4 separate regions of the Mus musculus genome follow, and regions 1, 3 and 4 are each linked to region 2. A link is a contact called in public HiChIP or PLAC-seq data. All regions are on one chromosome and are shown on one strand. The core of a region is the stretch at or near the end of the contact, and the rest is flanking DNA. Distances in the headings are between cores, read along the strand shown. Region 1 overlaps Anp32b (acidic (leucine-rich) nuclear phosphoprotein 32 family, member B). Region 2 overlaps Coro2a (coronin, actin binding protein 2A). Region 3 overlaps Tbc1d2 (TBC1 domain family, member 2). Region 4 holds the start of Nans (N-acetylneuraminic acid synthase (sialic acid synthase)).

Region 1 (2,935 bases), core at 417-2,916, 96 kb after region 2:
CCCATGCATTCCTCCTTCTCAATCATCCTCTTAACAATGAAAGAATACTTACCTTTTTCAACTTAGGTAGCTTCGGGAGGTCTGAAACTGAAAACAAGCCTACACTTATTAAACTGAGGAACTCTAAGTTCACAAATTCATCTGTTAACCCCTCAATTTTTCCATCCATTGCTTTGCAATTGTCCAAGACAAGTTCTCGAACCTGTGGGTACAAACAAAAATAGGAAGAAGCTTTAAAAACTGTAACAGAAAACAACAACAAAAACAAAAAATCTCTTAAATTCAAACCTGTAAAACTTCCAAACTCAAGAATAACATTTATGTGAGAGTAGGATCAGCTACCAATATAAAAAGCATGGTTAGTCTTGTAGTCTCAGCATAGTATCAAGACTCAAAGATCACTGTTCATGTACACGCACGCACAGGGAGGCATATTCTCCATATCGCACCAAGAGCAGAGAGGCACCCTAGTTCTCAGAGCATACGTGAACCTATCTCTTTCCTTCTATAGCTGTGCTTTCAAGGGGCTTTCTTTCCTGCTTTAAGCCCAGGAAGGGCATGGCCACGGGGAGATGAACACTTTACTTCGGCCATGTAAGGCACCAAGGCACTTGGGCAATGAGCCTGCTGCTTGAAAAGCAGGGTGACTGATCTCACTACCATCACTCAGAGTTCCAATAGTCTTCTGCCATTTTTGTTTGTCTTGTTTTGAGACAGGGTCTCTATACAAAGCCCTGGGTTTCCTGGGACTATGTGGACCAGGCTGCCCCTGAACTCACAGACACCCCCCTGCCTTTCTCTGCCTCTTAAGTCCTGGAATTAAAGGCATCTACCATCATGCCTGGCTTTTCCTTGCTATTTTCAAAAGAAAAAGTCACAAATAAATCCTGCTAAGGATTTTTACACCTGTACTCTCCAGTTTCAGATCTCTTCTATTTTGTTTTGTTTTAAAGAAAGTCTTCCTAAGGCTGACCTAGGATTCTGAGATGTAGATGTCTGCCTTCTCTTGACTCAAGAGCTCCAACTGCCTCTGCCTTCTGTGTGCTGGTACTGCAGACACACACAACCATGCCCAGCTAAGGTGATTTTCATTTTTTGTGTAACAATAAAATTAAAATATAAGATATGACACTAATATGTCCAAAGTAAGTGGGGAGGAATTAAAAAGTATGGCACACTGCCTCTCAGATTGGGATAAAAATTTTTTCCTTGATACTTGAAATTGCTAAGATTCCAGTGTATCTACTGAGGGGTAATAAGAAACTTCCATTGGAGATGGAAGGGGGACAAAATACTATGGCAGCTCCATCGCTGGGCAGATTCAGGCATTTACTACATTTAAAGTCAATATTGCCGGGCATGGTGGCACATGCCTTTAATCCCAGCACTTGGGAGGCAGAGGCAGGAGGATTTCTGAGTTCGAGGTCTTCCTGGTCTACAAAGTGAGTTCCAGGACAGCCAGGGCTACACAGAGAGACACTGTCTCGAAAAAACAAAAACAAAAAAATGAATATTGCTGCAATACAAAAAACCCTATTATGGCAAGCAACACGGGACACTCAAAATAAAGAACAGCATTTTGAGGTGAAACAATGAATACCACAGGAGGGAGACACACACACACAGAGCTAGAGACATAGACCCAAGTTTCAATGGTGTTTGTGAGTCACCAAGGAAGAGGAAGTGGCAGGAACCTGGTATTCCTAGAAAAAGCATCATGGATGGAACTCAGGGCAATTAAGAAAGACAGGCAAGGTGCCCAAAGCTAAAAATACTCCCCCCAAGACAGGGCTTCTCTGTGTAGGCCTGGCTGTCCTGGAACTCAAGAGACCTGTCTGCCTGTCTCCCAACTACTGGAACTGAAGCCACCACACTGCCCAGCTAAGAACTTCATTTTAAACACCAAGAACAAGATGGGCATGGTGACAAGACACCTGTAATCCCAGCACTCAGGAGTCTGAGGCGGAGGGCTGAAAGCTGAAGGCCTGTGAGCTGAGTGGAGAGTCAGTTCCAGGTCAGCCTCAACCACAAAGTAAACCTTTGAAAATAAGATGACCTGGGACACAGCCACGCATGTGATGCCTCACTTGTGAGGTAAAACAGGACTTCAACAAGCCTTTCTGTCATGGCAAAGAACCTGTAAGATCGTTACAGCATGGGAAAGCACTACTGTGCTGTAAGTTTGACCCCTCGTATAAAAATACAGCAGAGATCTGACTATACAACTGACCTGATATGTACACTCTGGCACATGCATGACCCTTGCCCATCATACATTAATTTTTTTAAATTTATGACTAAAATGAAATGAGTTGGAAATGACACTGAACTTCTTGATGAAGGTGCACCCTACCCAAGCACTGGTGTGGGCTATGTTCCAAAATGAAGGAGAAGCTCAGGGAAAATTCACTGTGGTAGTATGAATAGGAATGCCTCCCATAAACTCCCGTCTTTGGATGCTTGGCCCAAGGGAGTAGACCATTAATTAGGAGAAGCCTTGTTAGAGTAGGTGTAGCTTTGTGGTGTCATTGGGGTGGGGGAGGGAAGAGGTGGTTGAGGGCTCAGATGCTCAAGCCCGCCCATGGCCAGTGTCTTAATCTATACTTGCTGCCTACAAATCAACCCTCAGCTCCTTCTCCAGCACCAAGTCTGCCTGCATGCCACCATGTTTCTAGCCATGAATATCAATAATAGACTAAACGTCTGTACTGTAAGCCAGACCCTTTTAAATCTTTCCTTCATAAGAGAGTTGCTGTGGTCATGGTGTCTCCTCCCAGCAATAAAACCCTAAGACTTTTGATTTTAAGCAGGGGTAGTATGGCTAAGAAAAGACAGGTCCCTGACTTCCAGAAATGTCCAGATGAGTCAGTTGGAGTTGCCACATCAGGCCAAGCCTTAGAGTTGCACTCAAGAGAAAGGTCTTAATAAGTGCCAC
Region 2 (2,940 bases), core at 164-2,663:
TCTGTGTGCATATCTGTCTTTCCATATGTGTGTGTATACATGTATGTATGTATTATGTATGTATGCATGTATGTGTGTGTGTATATATATGTGTGTGTGTGTATGCATATGCCTGCCTGTGTGTCTTCTGTGTGCATGTATGCATGAGTACATGCATGTGTGTATGAACATATTTGCATGTATGCATGAGTATATGCATGTGTGTATGAACACATTTGCATATATGCATGTATGTGCTTGTGTGTGTGTATGCACATGTGTACATGTGTATATTGGTAGGTAAGTGTGTGTGTATGTCTGTCTGTCTATCTGTGTATGTGTCTGTGTGTGTATTTGACTTTACCCCCACCATTAGAACAGTTTGTTCTCACACTAAGTATATCCCTGGGCCTTGGAACATACCAAGCAACAATTAAAGTTGGGTGTGTTTTGGGTGTAGCCCAGTGGTAGTAAAGGCAGCTTAGCATGTATGACACCCAGGTTCCCTCCCCAGCACCCTACAAAGCTGTAGATGGATAGTTGCGATGGCTTCAGATGGATCGATGCAGGCTGGTGTGGAGAGCCTTATGCCCAGGCACGTTCTCAGCCCTTACTGCAAATGGCTACACACACACACACACACACACACACACACACACACACACACACTGTGAGTGAATTTTTTCACTTCCCCTATTCTGTAGAGGAAGAAGCCAAGGCCCTGGGCCGAGCTCAGAGACCCAGCTTGAACAGTAATGAACTCGGGATAGCAGAGGTTCGACCCCAGGAAGCAGGAGTCAGCTAAATTGCTCTATACCTTGTGACTTCTCTGTTCTCCTCCCACCTAGGCCTCCCAGGCTCCACTCTGCAATTGGGAGGAGCTTGAAGCAGTTCCCTTTCTTATAGTAGGGAGAGCAATGCTCCCCAGGCCCACCATACAGCTCTCCCCATCCCCAGACCCAGATCTGTAGCTGCCCCACCCCCACCCTTCATTGTACCTTGTAGGGATCCTAACTTCCTACCCTCTCTGCCTGCCTCAGGGCAGCCCCTGTTGGCTTGTAGTCCTATATAGGCTTGGCAGCCAGCGCCTGTAACCAGCCAAGCCTGGCTTGGGTTTGAGAAAGGCAGCACTGTCACCCTTGACTTAAAGCTTTGTGTCCCAGTAAACCAGAAGCCCCTCCCTGGCTGAGTGCTGATCTAATGGACCAAAAGGTAAAAGCGGCCTCCTAATTATAAATGTCGCTCCGGACAGGCTTTTAGCAGCCCAGTCAATAGCTTCAGACAACTAATGTCACTAATGCCCTGGGTCTTGAGTGGGAAGACAGTGGGCTGATGTGACTTCTGCTCTGGGGGCCCCAGAGGAGCCTAGCTCTGATGGTCAACCTAGCCCTGAAGCAACAGACTCTACAGGAGGTGAGGGTGTGGTGTCAATGGCCTCTTGGCAGCTTGCCTAGGGTTAGCCCAAGACCTGCCTGACAATTGGCATTTCCTGCGAAACCTGCAGGGCAGAAATGAGGGCATGGCTCTGAGCCAGAGAACAAAGATAAAGGCCCAGAGCAGTCAGGCTTTCAGCAAAAGATTCTGTACTGCCATGCCCTTTGACCCAGGAAATGGTACAAGAAAAGGGAAGGAATGTAGGAAGCAGGGCCAGGGCAATTCAGAGAAGATGAGAACTCCTCAGAGCACAGGAAGTCCACCAGAGGTTCACTACAATCTGTTGGGCAGAGGCCCAGCTCTATTCCGCTGAGTCCCAGTGGCCTTGGGAGCATCCCTCCTCTAGCCTGCTTGAGAGTATTGTTATCCATTAGTGATGCCTGCCACAGGCACAGCATTAGAAAGCCTGGCCTGTGTGCTCACCATTCCTACACTCCTGAACATGCTTTGAACTCTAGAACCAATTCTCCGCTAATCCTAGAAGGACCACCTTTTCAGAAATTTTGTAGTTCTGATCATATCGTTTAAGGGGAGTTCTCACTTCATAGTCCTGGCTGATGGGGAACTTGATATGTAGATCTGATTGTGTTCAGCCTAGGGAAGGTCAGCCCTTCTGCCTCTGCCTCCCGAGTACTGGGATTACAGAAATAAATGCCTTTTCTGTTTTGTGCTCCCCCCCCCCAAAAAAAATGGAAAATTGCTTTCAAAAAATAATAACAATAGTGTGGTCACGCCTATAACCCCAGCACATAGTAAGCAAAGTCGAGGATTAAAAGTACAAAACTAGGGGTTGGAGAGATGGCTCAGTGGTTAAGAGCATCGGGTGCTCTTCCAGAGGTCCTGAGTTCAATCCCCAGCAACCACATGGTGGCTCACAATCATCTGTAATGGAATCTGATGCCTTCTTCTGGCATGCAGATGTACATACAGATAGAACTCTCATGTATATATATTACATCTTTTAAAAAATTACAAAACTAGTCTTGGCTATATAATGAGTTGAAGGCCAGCCTGGGCTATAAGAGATCCTATCTCAAAAAAAAAAAAAAAAAAAGAAAAGAAAAGGAAAGAAAAAGAAAAGGAAAGAAAATGATTAAAAGAAGGCTGTGCTTCCATTGTCTGCACACAACTACAGCTGTTAGTGCTGCTGCTGCTTCTCCTCTTCCTCTTCTTCCTTATCCTCCTCCTCCTCCCGCTCCTCCTCCTTTCTCAGCCTTGAGATAGAGAGTTTCTGGCATGGGCATAGTCACTATTGCTGAGCCTTTACCTCAGCTCTCCCTGTTGTGCTCCTCGCTTCCTGTCTCAGCCCTTTGCGTTCCTACAAGGAAGAGATTGCTACAGTTCAAGCCTGAAGAAGGGGCTTGCAGAGTGAATATAGCTACATGGCGTGGTTGGATTTTAATTTTCAAACCCTCACCCTGAAAGCCAGTTGTGATGCACACCTGTAAGTGCCATGTAACCCCATTTCTTATGAAATGTGGACATTAGAGGGATCAGGAGTTCAAGGCCAGCCTGAGTGACACAGCA
Region 3 (2,991 bases), core at 290-2,789, 82 kb before region 2:
GTTGACTTGACTGTCTTTGGCTCCCTAGAGCAAGAGGAGGCCGAGCTGGAGGAGTTCCTGTGCCCTGTGAAAACACCCACTGGACTCGTGGGTGCGGCAGCTGCCTTACAGCCTGTCCCTGCCGTGCCCTCAGCCCTTCAGAACATCTCCCTAAAGCATCTGGGCACTGAAATACAGTAAGTGCCGGTGGGCGCATCCGTTCTGTGAGTGCGGAGGGGGCACCCCTTCTGTGAGCTCCATCTGGTGTGGCCCTGGTGGGTCAGGGGTGGGTCATGAGCTTCTTCCCAGTTAGTCACATTGTTATTTAAAATGTCCCAGGGCTCAGCAGGCAGAGGCAGGAGTGTCATGAGTTCCAGGCCAGCCTGACTTACATAGCGGGGATCTTGCTTCTGGTGGCGCACGCCTTTAATCCCAGCACTTGGGAGGCAGAGACAGGCGGATTTCTGAGTTCGAGGCCAGCCTGGTCTACAAAGTGAGTCCCAGGACAGCCAGGGCTACACAGAGAAACCCTGTCTGGAAAAAAAATAATAATAATAATAAATTAAAAAAGAAACAAAATAGAAAAACAAGTCCCATCCAGTAAAACCCTCTCCGCTCAGACCTGGTGACCTGAGTTCCGGGAGTGTGCGTAAAGATGGAAGTTAATAACCAGCTCCTTAGAGCTGTCCCCTGGGGCACAAGCACCAACCACCCCACCCCACCCGACACACCCCATCACACCACACCCCAACATACCCCACCCCACCACACCCCGACACACCACACCACACCACACCCCGCCCCATGCCACACTTAAACAAAAATCTAAACAGAAAAATCACTAAAAACTACCCATAGCCTTACCACTTGCCTTGCTTAGCAAGTGTATAACAGCTCGATATGTTCATGAACACTGAGGTCACACCAAACGATGATTTCATATCAAACTATTTACTTCTAACAAATATACTTTGTCTGGTCGGTCATGTCAACTACTTTGTGGTGGAGAGTGTTGAGACGAAGTATTACTCTGTGGACCCAGGCTAGCCTGGCCATCATTTTGTGGCCCCAGTTGACCTTGAACTTGCAGCAATCCCCCAGTCTCAGCTTTTTGAGTGCTGGAATTACAAACATGAACCACCATGCCAAGACCTGACTGCTTTTTAAATTTTTTTTTATTTTGTAATTTTATGTATGTGTATGTCTGAGAGGATAGTATGGTCCTTTCCAAGAGAGAACCAGGCTTTAGAGAAAAGATGAGGTGTATCCTCTCAGGCCTGCTGGCAGGAGGAAGAGCTAACCCACAGCCATTTGGACAGAGGCACACGGAGCCCAGGAGAGAGGTCTGAGCTGGAAAGAGAAGCCTGGGACACATGGAGCATGGGTGAGCACCCCAGGGTGCAGGACTGAGCCTTCAGGAGATGTGGTGTGTTAGGAACATGCTAAAGGGAAGAGGAGACCAGGAAGGCCAGTGCAGGTGGTTTGTGCCTGAGGTTTGTGCCTGAGGGAGGCCACACCCACAGTCACAGACGTGGTACAGAGGACTCGTGGAGACTGAGAAAGGAAGTTTCACAGCATAGCCCAGGCACTTGTGAGAGTCCCAGATGTGAGGCAAGGCAACATTGCAATATTGAGTTGCCTGCACTTCCAGGAAACCCAGACAACGTGGGGAAATGAGAGCTGCCTGGGTGCCCGCCGCCGGCCCTGTCAGGCCTTGAGCTTGTGTTTGTGCTGCCCAAGCGCAGGTGATCCTTGGGGACAGAATGAGGGGCATGCCAAGCACTGCCAGAGGCTTTGTTGGCACGAGTGTATAGCGAGCCGCTGTGCGTTCCAGTAGCCTGTCCATGGGGATACGTCATAGCACCCACTTCCTGGACTGTCCTGAAGATGAAGTGGGTGGAATACATCATGGTGTCGCTCTCAGAACGTGGCCCAGAGGAGGGCCCAGGCAGTGTGCATTGTGGATCTGTTCCTCATCCCCATGGCAGAAGGGGCTGTCTTAGTTAAGACTTTACTGCTGTGAACAGACACCGTGACCAAGCAACTCTTATACGGACAACATTTAATTGGGGCTGGCTTACAGGTTCAGAGGTTCAGTTCATTATCATCAAGGTGGGAGCTTGGCAGCATCCAGCCAGGTATGGTGCAGGAGGAGCTGAGAGTTCTACATCTTCATCTGAAGGCTGCTAGCAGAACACTGATTTCCAGGCAGCTAGGATGAGTAATTTATAACCCACACCCACAGTGACACACCTACTCCAACAGGGCCACACCTTATAATCCTGCCACTCCCTGGGCAAAGCATACACAAACCATCACAGGAGGCAGCCCAGGAGGATGACCGGCTTGCTGGGTGCTGTCCCCTTGGTGGTCATCACCCCTGTGCTGACCAAGCCTTCCAGAACAGAGCCGAGTTAGGCATTCTCTTCACTACTATGACCAAATCCCCAACTAAAGCAACTCAAGGAAGCAGGGCTCCTTCCGGGCCCCAGTCTGAGAACAGGTCGTCCATCACCTCCAGGAAAGCGTGGAGGCAGGGGCTGAGCACACTGCATCCACTGTAGCCCTCAGCTTAATTCTCCCTGTTATTCTGTCTGGAACCCTTGCTGCCCGTGGATGCTACTGCCCACATTCAAGATGGATCTCCTCCCTTCAGCTAACGCTTTCTTTAGGCTCCAAGGGAAACACCCACAGAGAAACACTCAGAGGTGCATCTCCACAGTGACTCAAATCTAGAAAAGCACCCTCTGAGAATCCCCACCCCCACCCCAGGAGCCTGCCATTCAGGGAGAGTAATCTCCCTGAATGTTTGTTCTGAAGCAAAGTTGATGCAGAGATGCTTCCTCCGGGGACCATGGCTCAGCTGACTGGCGGCTCCCTGGACAGTGGTAAAAAGTAGAGAGCACCCATCCCAGAGAAACCAGCCAGGACCAGAAGGGCTCTTGCTCTCCCACATCCAAGGACCACTAGTCACAAGCCCTGTGACATGCTGGGGAAGCTTACCTCCTGACA
Region 4 (2,713 bases), core at 189-2,688, 65 kb after region 2:
CTATCTTGACACTCGATGGGGTTAGAAATAGCTGTGAGCAGCCATGTGGGTGCTGGGAACTGAACTCAGGTCCTTTGGAAAAGAAGCCAATGCTCTTAACCACTGAGCCATCTTTCCAGCCCCAGGAACTGCTGAATGTAATGACCCATGCCTACACTCTCGACACTTGGGAGACTATGACAGGAAAACGGGTCCAAGCTTGAGAGCCTAGCCTAGTCTACAGAGTAAATTCCAAGCCAATCTACATTACAGAGTGAGACTCTTGTCTCCAAAAACAATAATAACAATCAATTAAAAAGATAACAAACCAAAAAAAGAAAAAAGAAAAAAGAAATCACAGGGTAGACTTTATGAAAGCTGAGGGTTAGGGTCACAATGACGAACAGGACGGTTTCTCTTCAAAGATTCATTCAAAACAAAGAAAGGATTAAAAGAAAGTATGACAAGTCCTGAGTGAAGGCTAGCACCTGTAATCCCAGTACTTGGAAGCCTGAAGCAAAATATCTGAGGGATAGCCTGGGATACATGATGACTCCCAGTCTAGCCCAGGTTAGAGTAAGTCCCTGTTTTAAAAGGACTAGAAGCAAAACACCGTGAGACCTAGGGCTGCGGGCTGTAGCTGGAGAAGCCATCCCTGTCGTTCGGACTGAACGTGTGGAAACTTACTAAGAGAAGTGGGTGGGCGTGTAGTCACAAGCATCTCAGCAGCTGTAGTTAGTGGTCACCCAAGGAGCCCTGGACTAATTATTGTGCTTTTCACTCCTTCCCTTCACGGATGCTCATCCCAGCTCCATGAAGCCGGGTTTTCAAATCAGGCAGCTTAGTCCCTAACCCGATCTGCACTTTTTACCGGTTAGTAATCCAAACACTGGGACTGAGAAAAACCACACCAACTTCCAAGGACTGTAGACAAATATCACACGGGAGGATCTCTGGGGTGGCATATGACAAGCAGGAAGGGGCTGGGTCCCTAAGATTCTGGTTAGGTAGGAAGCCACGGAGCAGGCCAGGCAAGGGTAGGAGCTGATCTAAACAGAAAGAAGATCGGTTGGGAGGGCGAGCAAGAGCAGCTGTTAGACGGAGTTGGGGAGCCGAGGCAAGAGAGACGCGGAGCACAGGACCAGAAGGCAATCGCGGCCGCGCTCTCCCAAGCCCCTCCGTGAATTCTCCCGGGCCCCTCCGTTAGCCTGCCCCCCGCCCGGGTTCCCTGCAAACTCCTCCGTCAACCTTCCTGGGCTCCTCCGCTACTTACTCCTCCACGGGCCCCGCCCCTCACCTTGGCAGTGCGGATCATGCGCTTGGCCACATCTATGTCTCCTTGGTGGTTCTGGCCGATCTCCGCGATGATGAAGCACGGGTGCTTTCCACCCACCCAGCGCCCGGGACACAGCTCCAGTTCCAGCGGCATGGTGCATTACCCGCGCCTGCTTGCTGCCCCGGGCGTTTCCGCACCCGCCGCGCAGGCCCGCAGGTCTCAGCCCCGCCACGTCAGCCGGCGGCTGTCGCGCAGCCAATCCGCGGGCCCCGTCTCGCTCGACAGCCAATCGGAGCCTTACCTCTGCAGAGAGCGGGGAGAAAAGCAAGCCCCGCCCCTCCAGCGCTGCCTACGCCTCTAGACACAATTTGGTCTACTTTATGGCTAGATAGAAGAACAAGGAGAGAGTGCAGCCCATGAAGCAGTCAGGAAAGTAGGTGTTCTAGAGTTCGAATCCCATGGTTGCGGATTCTGAGACAGAACAGAAAGACGAGGAAATCTTGCGAGCATAAGACAGAGAGGAGCGCTCACCCAAGAATCTGCGTGATGTCTTTTGTCAACAGACTAACAGGAATTTCCACGCAGCCGCTAACAACTAACTGTAGTCTGCAGTTTTCTAGAAATCTCATGAAAAATCACGTTAGAGGGAAAGGGCAGACACCAAATGCCTCAGGAAACCCTAGTGGCTCCTGGTTTTGCCATATCAGGTTATACCCCATCCAAGGCATCTCTGGAGCCACCTCACTTTCCAAGAGAGTGAAGGAAATGGGTGGTGGTGGGGAATCTTAGTAACCTTGTGAGATGCAACTTGAGAAGCACTAAAATGGTATTTGTGGCTAACATTAAGACAGTTATGACTCTCTGGTCTTCTCAAGCATTGTTTACATTCTTCCCTGAAACAGAAGTATCATATAGAATTGTAAGACAGTATATAGAAATCTTTGAAGCCGGGCATAGTGGCACACGCCTTTAATCCCAGCACTCGAGAGGCAGAGGCAGGCAGATTTCTGAGTTCGAGGCCAGCCTGGTCTACAAAGTGAGTTCCAGGACAGCCAGGGCTATACAGAGAAACCCTGTCTCGAAAAAAACAAAAGCAAAAACAACAAAAAAAGAAATCTTTGATTGCAAAAATTGGTATGGTATTTAATTTGTTTAATTTGTTTTTATGTATATGGTTTGTTTTGTGCACCACATGTGTGCCTGGTACCTGAAGAACTGAGAAGAGGGAATCATAGTCCCTGGAATTGGAGTACAGACGATTGTGAGCCACCAAGTGGATGCTGAGAACTGAGCCCAGGTCCTCTGGAAGAGCAGCCAATGAGCCTTATCGCTGAACCATGCATGCCTCCAGTCCACAGTGCAGTACATTTTAGACAGCCATAGCTGTTTCTACTATATGAGAGGCATTAGCCTCAGGGAGTTTCACTAATTTGGCCAAAGTCATCCTGAACTCTAGAG

What was found. HiChIP or PLAC-seq counts read pairs in DNA pulled down with a chosen protein or histone mark.
Region 1: a contact with region 2 is called in an HNF4G HiChIP or PLAC-seq map of pancreatic cancer cells. The contact joins two enhancer-like sites. A contact is called at or near these places in 1 of 115 datasets of contacts at active chromatin or transcription factors (pancreatic cancer cells) and 1 of 9 other capture datasets (liver).
Region 3: an H3K4me3 HiChIP or PLAC-seq map of bone marrow-derived macrophages shows a contact between it and region 2, with 2.7 times the contacts expected there. The contact joins two enhancer-like sites. A contact is called at or near these places in 1 of 39 promoter capture datasets (macrophages), 1 of 15 datasets of contacts at CTCF or cohesin (large pre-B cells), 2 of 484 Hi-C or Micro-C datasets (CD8 T cells and bone marrow-derived macrophages), 6 of 115 datasets of contacts at active chromatin or transcription factors (the HPC-7 cell line, bone marrow-derived macrophages, embryonic stem cells and 2 more) and 5 of 9 other capture datasets (adipose tissue, bone marrow-derived macrophages, liver and 2 more).
Region 4: a contact with region 2 is called in an H3K4me3 HiChIP or PLAC-seq map of bone marrow-derived macrophages, with 2.5 times the contacts expected there. The contact joins the promoter of Nans here to the enhancer-like site in region 2. A contact is called at or near these places in 5 of 39 promoter capture datasets (the C10 cell line, the HPC-7 cell line, liver and 1 more), 1 of 15 datasets of contacts at CTCF or cohesin (liver), 3 of 484 Hi-C or Micro-C datasets (liver and rod photoreceptor), 5 of 115 datasets of contacts at active chromatin or transcription factors (bone marrow-derived macrophages, embryonic stem cells, microglia and 1 more) and 3 of 9 other capture datasets (adipose tissue, liver and pancreatic islet).

What each region holds. Positions count from the first base shown.
Region 1 is chr4:46,457,357-46,460,291 of GRCm38.p6, reverse strand. It overlaps Anp32b (acidic (leucine-rich) nuclear phosphoprotein 32 family, member B), which reads right to left. Exons shown (of 7, transcript NM_130889.3): 2 at 53-202. Among named protein-coding and RNA genes, the nearest start is that of Anp32b, 7.9 kb to the right of the region's middle. Within about 2 kb of position 1,666, at least 44 of the 459 cell types and tissues checked have an H3K27ac peak or open chromatin away from gene starts, as enhancers often do. A contact at or near this core is called in pancreatic cancer cells, where this site is marked.
Region 2 is chr4:46,552,639-46,555,578 of GRCm38.p6, reverse strand. The region is part of intron 2 of Coro2a (coronin, actin binding protein 2A); the gene reads left to right. Among named protein-coding and RNA genes, the nearest start is that of Trim14, 18 kb to the right of the region's middle. Within about 2 kb of position 1,413, at least 139 of the 459 cell types and tissues checked have an H3K27ac peak or open chromatin away from gene starts, as enhancers often do. A contact at or near this core is called in CD8 T cells, the HPC-7 cell line, adipose tissue and 5 more, where this site is marked.
Region 3 is chr4:46,634,774-46,637,764 of GRCm38.p6, reverse strand. Tbc1d2 (TBC1 domain family, member 2) reads left to right here. Exons shown (of 13, transcript NM_198664.3): 3 at 29-176. Among named protein-coding and RNA genes, the nearest start is that of Tbc1d2, 14 kb to the left of the region's middle. Within about 2 kb of position 1,539, at least 68 of the 459 cell types and tissues checked have an H3K27ac peak or open chromatin away from gene starts, as enhancers often do. A contact at or near this core is called in CD8 T cells, bone marrow-derived macrophages, macrophages and 1 more, where this site is marked.
Region 4 is chr4:46,488,054-46,490,766 of GRCm38.p6, reverse strand. Nans (N-acetylneuraminic acid synthase (sialic acid synthase)) reads right to left here and starts at 1,438. Exons shown (of 6, transcript NM_053179.3): 1 at 1,277-1,438. The coding sequence starts at 1,408.